Linked DNA regions of Mus musculus: region 2 is linked to region 1. Evidence: chromatin contacts called from public Hi-C data. All regions are on one chromosome and are shown on one strand. Each heading gives the region's core, a stretch centred on a gene start, on an enhancer-like site or on the middle of the called end of the contact. The rest is flanking DNA. Distances are from core to core; before and after follow the strand shown. Region 1 overlaps Spef2 (sperm flagellar 2). Region 2 overlaps Spef2 (sperm flagellar 2).

What was found. Hi-C and Micro-C count contacts between places; a contact is called where the count stands out from the background.
Region 2: a Hi-C map of Th2 cells shows a contact between it and region 1, with 2.5 times the contacts expected there. The contact joins two enhancer-like sites. A contact is called at or near these places in 6 of 484 Hi-C or Micro-C datasets (CD4 T cells, Th1 cells, Th17 cells and 1 more) and 2 of 115 datasets of contacts at active chromatin or transcription factors (CD8 T cells and Th17 cells).

The regions. Positions count from the first base shown.
Region 1 is chr15:9,572,020-9,579,136 of GRCm38.p6, reverse strand. It overlaps Spef2 (sperm flagellar 2), which reads left to right. Exons shown (of 37, transcript NM_001305042.1): 37 at 786-944. The coding sequence ends at 875. Among named protein-coding and RNA genes, the nearest start is that of Il7r, 46 kb to the right of the region's middle. Within about 2 kb of position 4,151, at least 47 of the 459 cell types and tissues checked have an H3K27ac peak or open chromatin away from gene starts, as enhancers often do. A contact at or near this core is called in CD8 T cells, Th17 cells and Th2 cells, where this site is marked.
Region 2 is chr15:9,664,620-9,671,736 of GRCm38.p6, reverse strand. Spef2 (sperm flagellar 2) reads left to right here. Exons shown (of 37, transcript NM_001305042.1): 17 at 2,836-2,947; 18 at 4,446-4,603. Among named protein-coding and RNA genes, the nearest start is that of Spef2, 81 kb to the left of the region's middle. Within about 2 kb of position 4,001, at least 7 of the 459 cell types and tissues checked have an H3K27ac peak or open chromatin away from gene starts, as enhancers often do. A contact at or near this core is called in CD8 T cells, Th17 cells and Th2 cells, where this site is marked.

The DNA.
Region 1 (7,117 bases), core at 2,902-5,401:
GGGTCTGCAACCCTATAGGTGGAACAACAATATGAACTAACCAGTACCCCCCCCCCCCCCGGAGCTCATGTCTCTAGCTGCATATGTAGCAGAAGATGGCCTAGTTGGCCATCATTGGGAAGAGAGGCCCCTTGGTCTTGCAAACTTTATATGCCTCAGTACAGGGGAATGCCAGGGCCAAGAAGTGGAATTGGGTGGGTAGGGCAGTGGAGGGGTATGGGGGACTTTTGGGATAGCATTTGAAATGTAAATGAAGAAAGTACCTAATAAAATAAAATAATAAAAAATAGAAATTAAAGTATTTTAACATTACCATCTCTGATAGTAAGAAAAAATATAAAGAAATGGGAAAAATCCCAGGGGGAAAATCTACTGCTCAAAATTTCTACATTTAAATTTCTATGTAGATGTTATTAACTTGGCATTATATTTTTCTTTAATAGAGTGTGAATACTGTCTTATTCATTTATAGAAAAATAATCTTTTGGTTTACACACTATATGACAGAGTTAAGTAATTGCTTTTACAAATATTACTTAACATGACAACTCCATTTACAGGACTAGAAAGGAGAATTTCTAATACCCTTAGCTATCATTACAAGGATAGAACTTGGGGTTTCAGAATGGAATTCACACTAAGTGAGAAAGATTTTTTTCTCAGAGAAAACAAAAGAAAAGACTAAAGGAAACTGCAACTGTTTAATAACTGCCACATCTATGATGCCCATCAGTCATAATTTCTTTATTTTTATATGTAACTTCTCTTTGATTTTTCTCTCTTAGGACATTAAAATGATTCTTCAAAGGAGTGAGCATGCACAAGGCAGTGATGGAGAAAGGTCACCCTCAAGACTTACAGACGAAAAGAAGTGAAGGCTGTGGTTTTGGTTTTTTTTGGGTTTTTATTTGTTGTTGTTGAATAAATGTTCATAATCAAATTGACCATGGAGTTTGTTGTGTGCATTGTTGTGATGGGTGTAGGTGTGACTACTTCTCAGTTGATGATAAGCTCTTAAACAGAAACCTCAATTTAGAGAACATTTTAGCCATAAAATGATGAGAGAGAGAGAGAGACAGAGAGAGAGAGAGAGAGAGGGAGGGAGGGAGGGAGGGAGGGAAGGAGGGAAGGAGAGAGAGAGAGAGAGAGAGAGAAAGAGGGAGGGAGGGAGGGAGAGAGAGAGAGAGACCTTAAAGACAAAAAGATGAATTTTTAAGTGATCCTGGAAATAGAAATTACCAGAAACAATACACTCGAAGTAAAGCATGAAGTCTCCCTATAGGAGGTATCTACATTAGGGGATGTGTTGAAAGTCCCACCAAAGCTCCATATATCAGAGAGAACATTTCTTCCATCTTACAGTTCTTACTTCATGGATTGTAAACTTTGAACAATCATCTTAGTAGCCAAGAAGAAAGGTGCATCCCTGAGTTGCTAGACCAGTCACACTTTTAACTATTTGCATTTGTGTCTAACTGAATGCAAGATTTCCCCTCATAGACAGCTACACTGTTTACGTGATTAACCAGAAACTAAATTCAATTATCATAATTGTCATCTCAAGGAAATGTCATAAAAAAATGAGCAACGACGATCCTGGGCTGCTGAGCTTCAGTGATGGCCTCCTCCCTGGTTCCCTCCTGTGGCTGTTCTCTGAATTTCTTAGTGGGTCCTACTCTGCTCATACAGCATGTATTTCTGAAGGTCCTAGGAATAAGTCATCTATGCACAGCCGATTTCTGGATGCTTCTTCCACTTCCATAAAATTTACAGGTTTTGTGAAAGCTTACAGGTCCTCACATCTAGCTGTGTCCACTTCAAGGAACAATCTCTTCCTCTTCAATAAAGAATCAGATCTTAGAACAGCTGTCCAGGCAACTGTCCTTAGGAGGTCATTACCATAGGTCCTTAGGAGGTCATTACCATAGGTTCAAAGGAGGTGTTATCTCCAACCAATCTGTCTTAAAAACATTCCAACAAATAAAAACAGAATTCTTTATCTAATTTAATCTCACTAATTCATAAGATTACCACTGACAAATAATGCAGAGGAGGTTTATGTAACTGCTAAAAGTTACAGAGCTATAAATATAGACAGAAACTAGAAGCCAGTTTTTCAACCCCAAAGCCACATACTTACCTCGTTTTTTGTTTGTGTATAAAACACCAACTGCACAAGCACAAGGTGGAGAAACTATAGCTTAGTGGTGCCTTAAACCAAAAGCTGTTCTTTATTCAAACTAAATCTAACCTAACATAATGTGTTATGTTATCCTTAGGATGCTGATATCCTTGGAATACTAATGGTAATGTAACAGTTAAAATAAGGGATAAGCTAATTTTTCTGTGATCTGCTGTGGCAAGATCTCAACAGCAACTTTCTACACAGTTCATGGACACACAGTTTTACATCATGTGCTATAAACACAGATAAATAGAATATGTTACATAGAATTATAGTTTATTAGCTATATAAGTCATGTGCATGTATGCATTTTGCATATTTGCATGCTTTATATCATGTGGTCTTAAATATATACACTATATAATACCTATATATCATTATACTTACATGTTATCTATTAAAAAAGAATCACAGTATATCTGCAAGGAAACCCAGAAGTCCTTGGCTTTGAGAAGAGAAAGTTTGGGTTTAGAAAGAATGTAAACAATAATCAAACAGCAATAAGATTTGATGAGACAGAGGATATCTGGGTTATGCTGTGATTACCAAGTGCTGACAAGAAATAAAAGTATAAACCACACAAGCTGTTCAGATGAAGTAGCTTTTCTGTGTTCCCTAAGGATAAGCCACTCTTGGTGATGTGGTGAGTGATAACGGCCCCTCTTGCAAGACGAACATATGTGCTCTGATTGGGCAGGGTAGCAGCTATCAGGGATGTGTGTGAGGACAGTCATCTAGTACTTCGCAGCCTTAACTCTTCTAACATCCCATCTCTAGTGAGCCATTGTGTTGTGAACCATCAACTCTCTTCTTAGCTACTCTCTACCTAATGGGCCATTTTGATGCAGTCTTCACCAAGGATGTATCAGTTCTTCCTCTAGTACTCTCTGAGCAGTGCTTGAAAAATCCTTTCTAGAGAACTAAAATAACACCATGAAGCTGTTTCTCTACCCAATCCTGATGTTTTCTATTTGAAGATTACAGTGAAGTAAAGTGGGTGTAGGTGCTAAGTACTTGCTTGGATGACTATGGCCCCATCCATCTCTAAAGTTCTCCTAACCAGTCCTGTAGTTATGGAAATGTCGCAGATTCTCCTAGTCTCCCTTATTCAAACTTTCAAAGCTAACTCGGCCTCTTCCCTCACACCCAAATCTCAGTCACTATTGCTATAGATAGATAACCCTCACAATGGCCACCCCTGTCTCAATGGCACTCAAGCTCCCATCATGAACAAAAGACATCTCCCATCAACACAATTCTAGAAATGTAAACTAACTTGGTAGGGAGGAGATTTCCTCCTAACCTCACACTTGTTTATACTAAATCTATACATAGAACCACATTAGAGTATACATTACTAGAAAGCAAGGATTTATGAAAGCTAGTGAGATCCATAGTTTATTCCAGTCATCTCTTTTTAGGACCTTGACCCTGGTGTTACCCTAATCAGGCCAGTTATGAAGCCACCACCAACCTTACTTTCTCCTGCTTGTCTCCTTTCTAAACAAAGCTGCCATGACTCTTTCCTGATACCCTTTGCAATTCATTCCACCTCTTTTCACATTTCACTAGATTTGGCCTAATAAAACACATCATGTCACCTACAGGTGCAACTCCATCTACTCCCAAAAGTTTTCATGTCAGTTCCACAACAAAGCCTTGATACACAGAGGCATCTCTGGGCATCCTGTTGAGCCAGACGTAAGCAAAGTCACAAGCAGATTACCCTAAGATTCGAAGTATAAGTACAAAGAAAATGTTGTTTTCAAGCTTGCTTCAAAACAAATCTGGAAAGAGATGCTGGCCCAGACTTGTGGCTGCAGTTCAAAGCCCCAAAGGGGACCAGGGGGCTCAAAGGTGTGCCTTGAGCATTTCAGCTCAAACACTTGCTGTATCTTTTGCTAACTTCAGGCTAACCACAGGGAGACAGCTACTCTGTTCACCATTTCTTAAACATCCTCACCTTGCTATGCCCCCACAAACCAGGCAGAAACCACAACATCCTTCTAGTATACGACAGGCTTCACCATGTACTCTGGAGGCGGAGAGCTTAGTCTTCTTCCCCTCCACTTTCACTGTCTGAGCCCATTTCGTACCAAAGTCCCTGCAAATTAAAGTCTTTGCTGGCATGCTACCTCCGTGCGTTGGAAGGCACCACTTAGCTTCCAGATGCTACAAGAACCCCTTACATGTTTCTTCTGAATTTCTGCATTTAAGAGTTTGATTCATTCTGCCAGGACCACAGACTAGAAACTTCCTTTAAAATGGCATGTAAGACTAGACCACTGTCATATTTTAAGCAGGCAACTTCCTTCAAGCTGATGAGCATAGTTGTAATAGATGACATTTTCTTAAAGAAGTAGAAGTAGCTATCACGTAATGTTTTTTTTTTAATATATTTTTGATAAAGATACACTCACTGTTGGCCTTTAAACATTTATATAAGGTGTATTTTACTATGCTCAGGATATAACAAAAGGAGGCAAGGCATGAATATTTAGCAAGAATCTGGGATTTTTAACCAGGAAGAAACTCGCATAGAGTTTAATTCCTTTGTCTGAGAAACATTTTAGACATTAAACCTCTAAAGAGCTGAGTTCTGAGACTCTACTACTCAAGCAAAGCCACTGCAACATAGGAGCCATAATAATAAAGGTTTCTTTTATACATCTAAGTTTGATGTAGTGGTCAAATGAAGGCACATTCAGTATGCAAAATTTCTCTGATTTCTCCTATTACATGATTATGAGGCTATTTGGAGCATGGGCTGAAAATACAGATTTCTGGGTAGTCTTCTTCAAAATATGCAACAGACCAGAAATGCAGAAATTGATTTCTTATACCCATAAAGTCTTACCAATATGACCTCCTAAAGGTGAGCTGAACAAGGACATGACAGAATGGATAGGTAAAAGCTTAACTCTTCACAGAGAACTATAGGCAACTAAAGAAGGATGGGAGCAGGAGAGTTGTTCTTACTCAAGGATGAGAACACCAATGGCCAAATGGGAAGCCCTGAAAACATGCATACAAGTAACATTATTTAACAGGATATATATATATATACATGCATATATGTCATATGTACATGGAATAACAATTAAAAACGAGGCCATAGATTTGAAGGAGAGCAGAAGGAATATATAAGAGAGTTTGGAGAGAGAAAGAAAAGGGATAAATATTGTAATTATAACTCCCCCCAAAATATTTTAAAAGTGATTTCCTAGTCTTTTTTTTTTCTAACGTTTCCATTTTTTTTAAGGAGTACAAGATATAGTTCACTCTCTCCTTAAGTTCTTTAATTGAAAATGGAGAGCAAGCCTTATGATAAATAGCAATTGGCTTCATGCTCAAGGTTAGCTAGGGAGGTCACAGAGCTTGGCAAAGGGCCATAGCACAAGGTTAGCTATTGGCATGACAAGGGGCAGAGCACACGTTAACTGGCAACTACCAAATGTTAGCTGAAAATAAATTCAGAACATTTTGCAAAGTCCCTTGGGTTTTAAATGTTAATGATTAATTCAAATGTCTTATAATGCTATGTGGTCCAACGTTGCATAAAATAAATAAATATAGTGTACGAGACTTTTACATGACTTATGGTTTGTCACTTTCCTATGGTCAGACTTTCCAGAGGACATCATTTTAAGTAAGTTACAAACCACTGGTCTCCACATTGAGAATCTCAATACCCCATCACTGTTAACCCCTCTAGTGCCCTGTGCCCCCTTACATGTCATTCTCTGGGAGTCTGAATTCAAGATTGTCTCTTTCATCAGTGCAGTGCAGCACTCTGGCAGAGGCAGAACTGAGCAGATTAACTAGTACACTCCATCTCCTATTTTCCTCTTGGCTGGTTGCATATATGCAGGAATATTATACTTAATGCACACATATACAACATGTATAAATAACATAATTGGTTTCTGTCTTCTCCGGATGATGACTAACTAGTCTGCAACTGCCAGGCATTTGAACCCAGGAAGTCTAAGGATGTACATCGAGATCAATGATAAAGCTAAAACTCTTCTTATAGCCAGCTTCCTAATCGCCTGCACATGCTAAACACAGAGGGGTAGAAGAAAGACATTGAGCCTCTTGCGTGGGACGAGGTTGAGCCTTGAAGAAACCTGGACGTGGTAAAGTAGGACAGGCTACGAGAATAAGCACATAAACAAACTTCACAATCTCTTGATGCATCACACAATTGCCTGCAAGGTGGGTAGCAAAAGGAGGATGTTCAGCAATGCACTTTTACCTACCCATCAATTTTAACCACAAGAATAAATTGAAATGGAAAAGTCAGCTCAGATTTTTGCAGCCAGTCCCCTTTCTATGATGACAGATAGCATAAGGGAGTTGAAATGACAATAAATAGGTATTTAGATATTAATTCTGAGCAGACTGTTGATGTGGGAACCACAGCTGGAAGACATTTCCAAATAGGCTGCAGCCCCACAGCATAAAGACTTCTCTTTCTCTTGCAGGAATTCTTAAGAGTCTAGAAAGCATGGTCCAAAAGTGTGACCTACCTCCACCCCCATACCCAGCAATCACCTTGTTTTCAGACACCAGTATGGCCTTTTGTTCTTTGCAAAGTAAAATCAAACTTGCAAAATTAAAATGCATTCTCTGAAAACCTTCTTTACTGTGCTTTGTGGAATGCAGGTGCATAGACTTCCCTTTGTTCTCCTTCTGTCTGCTTGTTCTCTACCTGTTTCCCAACCCAGCCTCCAGCATCCCACAGCAAAGACTCTTAGAGTTGAGTTTCACATGGTGATTACTGAAACTGAAAATGAACATGGTTCTTCCTCCATCTGCCTGCGACATGGTAACTGTTGCTTCCTTTCACTCAAGATGGCCCTCAGTTCTATTTTCAACTCCCCAGACAACAGGAGGAAGTGGCCTAGGCAAAGCCAAGGAGGGTTTTCT
Region 2 (7,117 bases), core at 2,752-5,251, 93 kb before region 1:
GTGACTTCTGGGAACTGGACTCAGGTTGTTTGTAAGAACAGGAAGTACTCTCCCACCCCGGAAGTACTTTCCTGCACTGGAAGTACTCTCCCACCTAACATTAGTTAAAATAAACTCTTGTTATCTTCCCTTCCCTGAACCTAACTTATTGCCTCAGAATTGTCTCACCAACCATCTGTCGTATTGACAATCAAGCTTCTCTTCAGTGTGTTTTTATCTCATTTCTTGCCCATTCCAAGAGAAATGTGAATTCTTATTCTAAAGCCACCTAAATTTTTGTGGTTGTTTGGGTTTCTCTTTAATAATAGTAAGTTAATTTTTAAATTTATCTGAGAATTTGAATATATTTGTACACAGTATTTCCATCTCCAGTGCCATTCTCTCCCCATCTTAAATCCATGAACTCTGCTATAATTAATGTTTTATTTTATTTTAAATTTTATTTTAAAAATTTTATCCTTTGAGAAATCCATGTGTGTATATACATATACATATACATATACATATACATATACATATACATATACATATACATATACATATACACATACACATACACATACACATACACATACACATACACACACACACACACACACACACATACACACATACACACATACACACATACACACATACACACATACACACATACACACATACACATATACACATATACACATATACACATATATACATATACATAATCTCCACCCAACTCTCTCCAGGTTCTACCCAAACACATTCCCTTCCTAACTTCTTATCTGTTTGTTTTCTTTTATTAACCCATAATCTACTTAGTGCTGGTCACATATGCATGACAATGGGACTATCCAGCGGTGCATGGACCACCAAGCAGTGGCTACATCCCCAATGAAGAGTGATTCTCATTCCCTCAGAAGCTATCAGTTTCCAATGTCCAGGGGTAGGGCCCAACAATCTTCTTCTCCTTCTACACTAGGATTTTGATTGGCATGATCTTGGGAAGCTCTTGTATAGGTAACCACAACTGCTGTGAGCTCATGAGTGCAGTACTCATATCCTAAAGACATTTCACATCATCCATTCCCATCCTCCAACCCTTTCATTCTTTCTACTGACTCTTGGTTCCTTTACCCTTGGTTTATGAGTAGGGGTAGTTAATAATGTTCCACTCAGGGCAAATAGCTTACAGTTCCAATTGCTTGTTCTTGCAATTTGTAATGCGTCTCTGCATTGGTTGGTGATCATTGCAAAAACAACTTCTCTGACCATGTGTGAGAGCATCCTAGAGCAACAGGTATAAATATTAGTATTTATAAGGCAGTTTGACAGTATGACCACTGAGTTAAGTAACAGTACTGAGTACCTCTATAGTGCCTGTGAACTCCCTAGCGATGAGTTTTTGATCCAGGTATACAGTAGTAATCGCAGACTCCATCCTGTGAATCAGGCTTCAGATTCTATTATAAATCAGTTGGTTACCCCATAATAGTCAACACTCCTATTGCAGTAGTAGTCATCTTTTTTCTGAACTTAAGCTTCCTTCAAAACGTATTAAAGTGTGGCTTTTCAAGTTGTTTTGGGTGTTTGCTTTACTTCACCATATTTCTTCTCTTACCCAATAGAAACCTATTACTATAGAAGCCTAAGGAATTTAAACGGATTCACCACGTAAAAAGGGTGGTAATAGTTTAAACAGACATCTTATGCCACCAAGTAAAATTGACCTCCAGATAGGAATGGGTTATGTCTTGAGACGTGGACCTGTACAGCCCCATAAATATACCCCAAATATCATATGGTATTGCCAAGAATATTAGTTACCATCAATAAACTGAGAGTAAAGTCATCCTTGCTGAAAATATCACTTATATACACATGAGAAAATAGAGTTGTTGCCCAACTAGAAGACTCATGCCCTAGTGACTATCAGTCATGGTTCTTGGAGAGACTTTGCACAATGCCAAAGGAGAGAAGTAAACATCAGAAACACCCAGCACCAGACCCTATGACCTACAAAGACCCATCTATAATATATATTGGTGTAATAGTACACAAACATTATGGGAGTAACCAACCACTTTCTACAAGTTGAATTTAAATTCCACTCCATGAGATGAAACCCATACCTGACACTTCTTAAATAGTCAAGAATCAAAGACTAAGTAGGGGAACAGAATTAGAGGAAAACCTACTACTAAGGCTTCTAAAGGAATATAGCAATAGAATTACCCTTAATGACATATTCCTATACCCGTAGATCAAGGCATCACTCAATCCTTATAAAACAAGCTGCTCCTTAAAATAGATGGAAGTCAACAAAGAGACTCACAGCTGGACAATGCACAGAGAAATAGAGGCTTTGAACCTCTCCTTCCTAAATGTATACCTTCACCAATCAGCCAATCAGCTCCCATAAAGGCTCGGGGATCTATGTGGAAGAGGAAGCACAAAGATTTTAAGGGTGTGTGTGTGTGTGTGTGTGTGTGTGTGTACTTTTGTGCATGTGTCATCCTTTCCATTTTGTTTTGGGAGTTTTTGTCTTATTGCATGTTTGTTTTGACCAATGTTTTTGTTTATTTTATTTTATTTTTTGAGAAAGAAGAAGAAATTGTATAGGTAGAGAGGTGGTAGAGAATCTGTGAGGAGGTGGAGAATGAAAAGAACATAATCAAAATATATTCTATTTAAATATATTTGCATATATTATATATGTTAATATAAACACTGAAACATTTGTAAACCAAAATATGGCTATTTCTACCTGGAATCTTGCACAAGTATGTTTTGTCAGTAAGTAGCAACTTTGATTGGTTTGGTTGATTGTCTAATTAAGTAATTTTTGTACCATAGCTAAAGAAATCTCACATGAAATTTCTCATGAAAATGTTGGCCGTCCTGGAACTGGTACAAGCCAAGATAATAAGAGCGAGGACCGGAACTTAAGAGACCACATACAGCACAGGTATGTTTTCTGCTTTGTGCACTTCCTATTTGTTGCCCTTCAAAGAGGTGACAATTGGTGACTTTCAAATGATAAGAATCTACAAAAAAGAAAGGAGATTCATCCCCTACCACAGAATCTTCTACAGGTTAAATCAAAACTATGTTTCTGCATTGAGTGAAATAGTATGTGAAAAACGTTTATATTTGCAGCCACAGTTGTCAGAGTCTGGGGAAACAAGCCAATCAGAAAATGCTTTTAAGCAAAAAATATCTTTTAAAAATCTTTAGCACAAAAATGAAATAATTTTAAAAATCAGGTTATCTTTACAATGTTCAGTGCCTTAAAAATGGCTTGTACACTGGGTCAGGTTGACACTCCTGCTAATGTATCTCTCAAATACCAACTCATCAACAGCTTGCTTTTAAGACAGTGAATCATGTTTATGCGACTCCCTTTTCTTACCCTATTATGCAACATATAATGTATTGAAATACATTGTAACAATGTATTTTGTGTGTGTGTCTAAAAAGAGAAGAAAAGAATGAAAAGTATATAAATGCATTAGTGTAGGTGAAACAGTTTCAGGTTTGATGGCTACGATTTTAGGCATGATTAACTTCAACCTTGAGACATACAATCATTTTATCTGTCATTGGTTCAAACTTTAGCATTAACATGATTAATAAAATTACCTGACAAAAAAAGGCCAAGAAAGTAAAAGAAGAAAAAATGTGAAAAAGAAAATGCTTTTAAGTTATATCTGTAGAATTCAGCAAACACTACTACCAGTGAAAGATCACAGAATTTCAAAGAACTGAAAGTCAAAACTGAAAAAGTTTATAGTAGCTTTTCGAGTTTACCAAAATGAAGTTACCTGGATTTCTCTGAATTGTGTGTAACTTTTCTTTGGAAAAGAAAATTTAGACAAAATTAGGCAATTTCATGAAACTCGAGATATCTAAAAATAAATGAGCAGGAAGTATAATTTGAGCTATAGGAAGCTGTCTATGCTCTAAGGGTGGGGGAGGGAGACAATGATTCAAGAATAACTTTTTACAAAGCTAACTAGCCTGTGCCTTCTCTCCTTACCTAAAGACCTCTTCACTTTGTATCTATAAGGGAAATAAAAAGTATGACCTGAGTGTTGGGGCTATGGCATCACTGAAAGAGCCATTAAATGAAGTCAGCCATTACTGTGAATGATATTTTCTTTCATTTTCAAACAGAGATTTGAACAAAAGCCAGATGTTTGCCAAATGCTTAGCATTTTCAAACCTTTCCATCCATACTTCTAAAATTCTAAAGCTTAAACCTTGATGCCATCAGACAAGTTCTTTAAATTTAGTATTTTTCCATCACATATAGATTCCATAAAAGTTAATTTTGGGGACTGAATTCCATGGCCAGGCTACTTCTTCATTATGAACTGTCAATCTACTAGATATCATGTTTAATGTCTTTTTACACAAACACTTAAATGAGTACCACATAGTCATATAATGTCTTTATTTCGCAGAATTGTTGGCTTCTTGGACAACTGGCCACTGTTGGAAGAGTGGTTTACACAGCCAAAAAACATTCTGACGAAAGTCAATGCTGAAATAGATGAAGCGCTCTTATGCCAAAAAGTAAAAGAAATTTTTGCTACTGAAACAGTAAACAAAAAGATCAAAGGTAATCCTATGCACATATGTTTGCGAACATATTAAATGGTTAAGAGTAACCATTGTATCTTGATCATATTCTTCCTCTCCCAACTTCTCACAGATCCACCCCACCCCCGCATTTCATACCAACCCAACTTTTTGTCATCAAGTATTTTTCTTTTTTCCTTTCTTTCTTCTCTTTCTTTCTCCCCTTTCTTTCCTTCTCTTTTTCCTTCCTTCCCTTTCCCTTCTTTCTTTCCTTCTCTTTCCTTCCTTCTTTCCTTCCTTCCTTCCTTCCTTCCCTTTCCCTCCCTTCCTTCCTTCTTTCCTTCCATCCTTCTGCTTGCTTGCTTGCTTGCTTGCTTTCTTTCTTTCTTTCTTTCTTTCTTTCTTTCTTTCTTTCTTTCTTTCTCTCTCTCTCTCTCTTTTCTTTTCTTTCTTTTTTTCTTTTCTTTTCTTTTCTTTTCTTTTCTTCTCTCTCTCTCCCTCCCTCCCTCCCTCCTCCCTTCCTCCCTTTCTTTCTTTCTCTTTTTCTATTTTTTTTTTTTTTTATATTTGGAGGCAAGGTTTCTCTGTGTAGGTGTCTTAGTCAGGGTTTCTATTCCTGCACAAACATCATGACCAAGAAACAAGATGGGGCGGAAAGGGTTCATTCGGCTTATACTTTCATACTGCTGTTCATCACCAAGGGAAGTCAGGACTGGAACTCAAGCAGGTCAGAAAGCAGGAGCTGATGCAGAAGCCATGGAGGGATGTTCTTTACTGGCTTGCCTCCCCTGGCTTGCTCAGCCTGCTCTCTTATAGAACCAAGATTACCAACCCAGAGATGGTCCCACCCTCAAGGGGCTTTCCCCCCTTGATCATTAATTGAGAAAATGCCTTACAGTTGGATCTCATGGAGGCATTTCCTCAACTGAAGCTCCTTTTTCTGTGATAACTCCAGCTGTGTCAAGTTGACACAAAACTAGCCAGTACAGTAGGTCTGGCTGTTTTGGAACTCACTCTGTAGATCAGGCTGTCTTTGAACTCAGATATCTGCCTGCCTTTGCCTCCTATGTGTTGAGATTAAAGGCACAAGCCACCACCATCCAGCACATTGTTATTTTAACTCACAAAATCCACTTAATTGCTGTCTATATATTCTTAGGTGTGTGATCATCCATTTGAGTTGGTAGACTAACAGTAGTTTTACCATTTACACCTGGCATCCTACATCTCATATCATACTGCTTGAGTTATTTATTATTTTCATTTCATGAGATAGTAGGATGATGTAAAAGGCACTGTGCAGGACAGAGTGGCTTTCAACTTCCTGTGATTCTCCTAACTCAACCTCTTAAGAACTGAGATTACAGGCATTCACTGCTACATGTGATGGCTCTCCTTTCTTTATGCACTTCTAACTTTGATGTTCTAGATTGTTTTACCTAATATTTTTTTTTCAATTCTTATATTTTCTTTGACATTTGACATTGTTGTTGCCCCTTGCTAACATGGTATCTCTCTTCTGGTGACTAGGACAGTAGATGATGTTTACCTTGGCAGGGTCGTGGAGGGCCTCAGTAGAGCCAGCATTTCTTCTTTGTTCTTATTTTCTTTTTCTTCCCGGTGTCAGTAGACTCCTCTGTTGATATATGGTCCCATAGACGTGGGCTGTGGCAAAAGCATACCAGCTATCTGTGTAGATATTTAGTCTTTTGAGCCGATGTGTCCTCTGGCAGGGCCTGTCCAGCTACCACAGCTGCTCCAGTATGTTTTTTTCTTTTTCTAGATAGCTGTTCCAGTCTGTGAACCAAGTAACATATGCACCCTCTAGTAACTGGTCCATCAGATCTCCATGTCACCTATGTGTCTCAGCAAGAACCTGCTGAAAGTCTGGGTGTGGGAGCAGGGTAGCTGAGTTCAGACTTGGGAGGCAAAAGTGACTCTATCAGAATTGAACAACAGAGTCTTGTAATGTGTCACCTGAGCGTTAGTCAGCTGTCAGTCAGGGGGGCTGAACCACACTTTCTAGGGCATGTGCCAAGTTTTGTCCCAGAGTCAATTTATCTGCGTCCCTGACCAGAAGCCACTATGTGCAGACAAGCAGGCTATCTTACAGCCACCAGGTCTAATTTCTCACAAGTATGCCACAGGTCTTTTCCAGGGCAGCTGAGGATCTGAAAGGAAGTGGTCAGCATAGGGATCTGACAGGATTCTTAGGCTTATTCCAGAGGGCATAACTCAAAAACAGTCGTCAGTTGTTAGTCCAAGTCCAAACACATAGAGACACACAAGACACACACAGAAACCATTTTCAGTTAACCACCATAGAATCACAGTACCACAGAAATGACAAACACAAGCAAGACCAATACAGGGTGTCTTACACGTGATTCCCAGAGAAGCCTGACACTATCTGTTCCAGGCATATACTGAACCCTAGCTGCTGCTGGGTTGAGAAGGACTGTTTCAGATCCAACTTCCCAGCTTGACACGGGAGCATGCTCCAGTGTTGTAGCCTGCAACGTTTTGGCACATCTCACTATCACTGCAACCAACC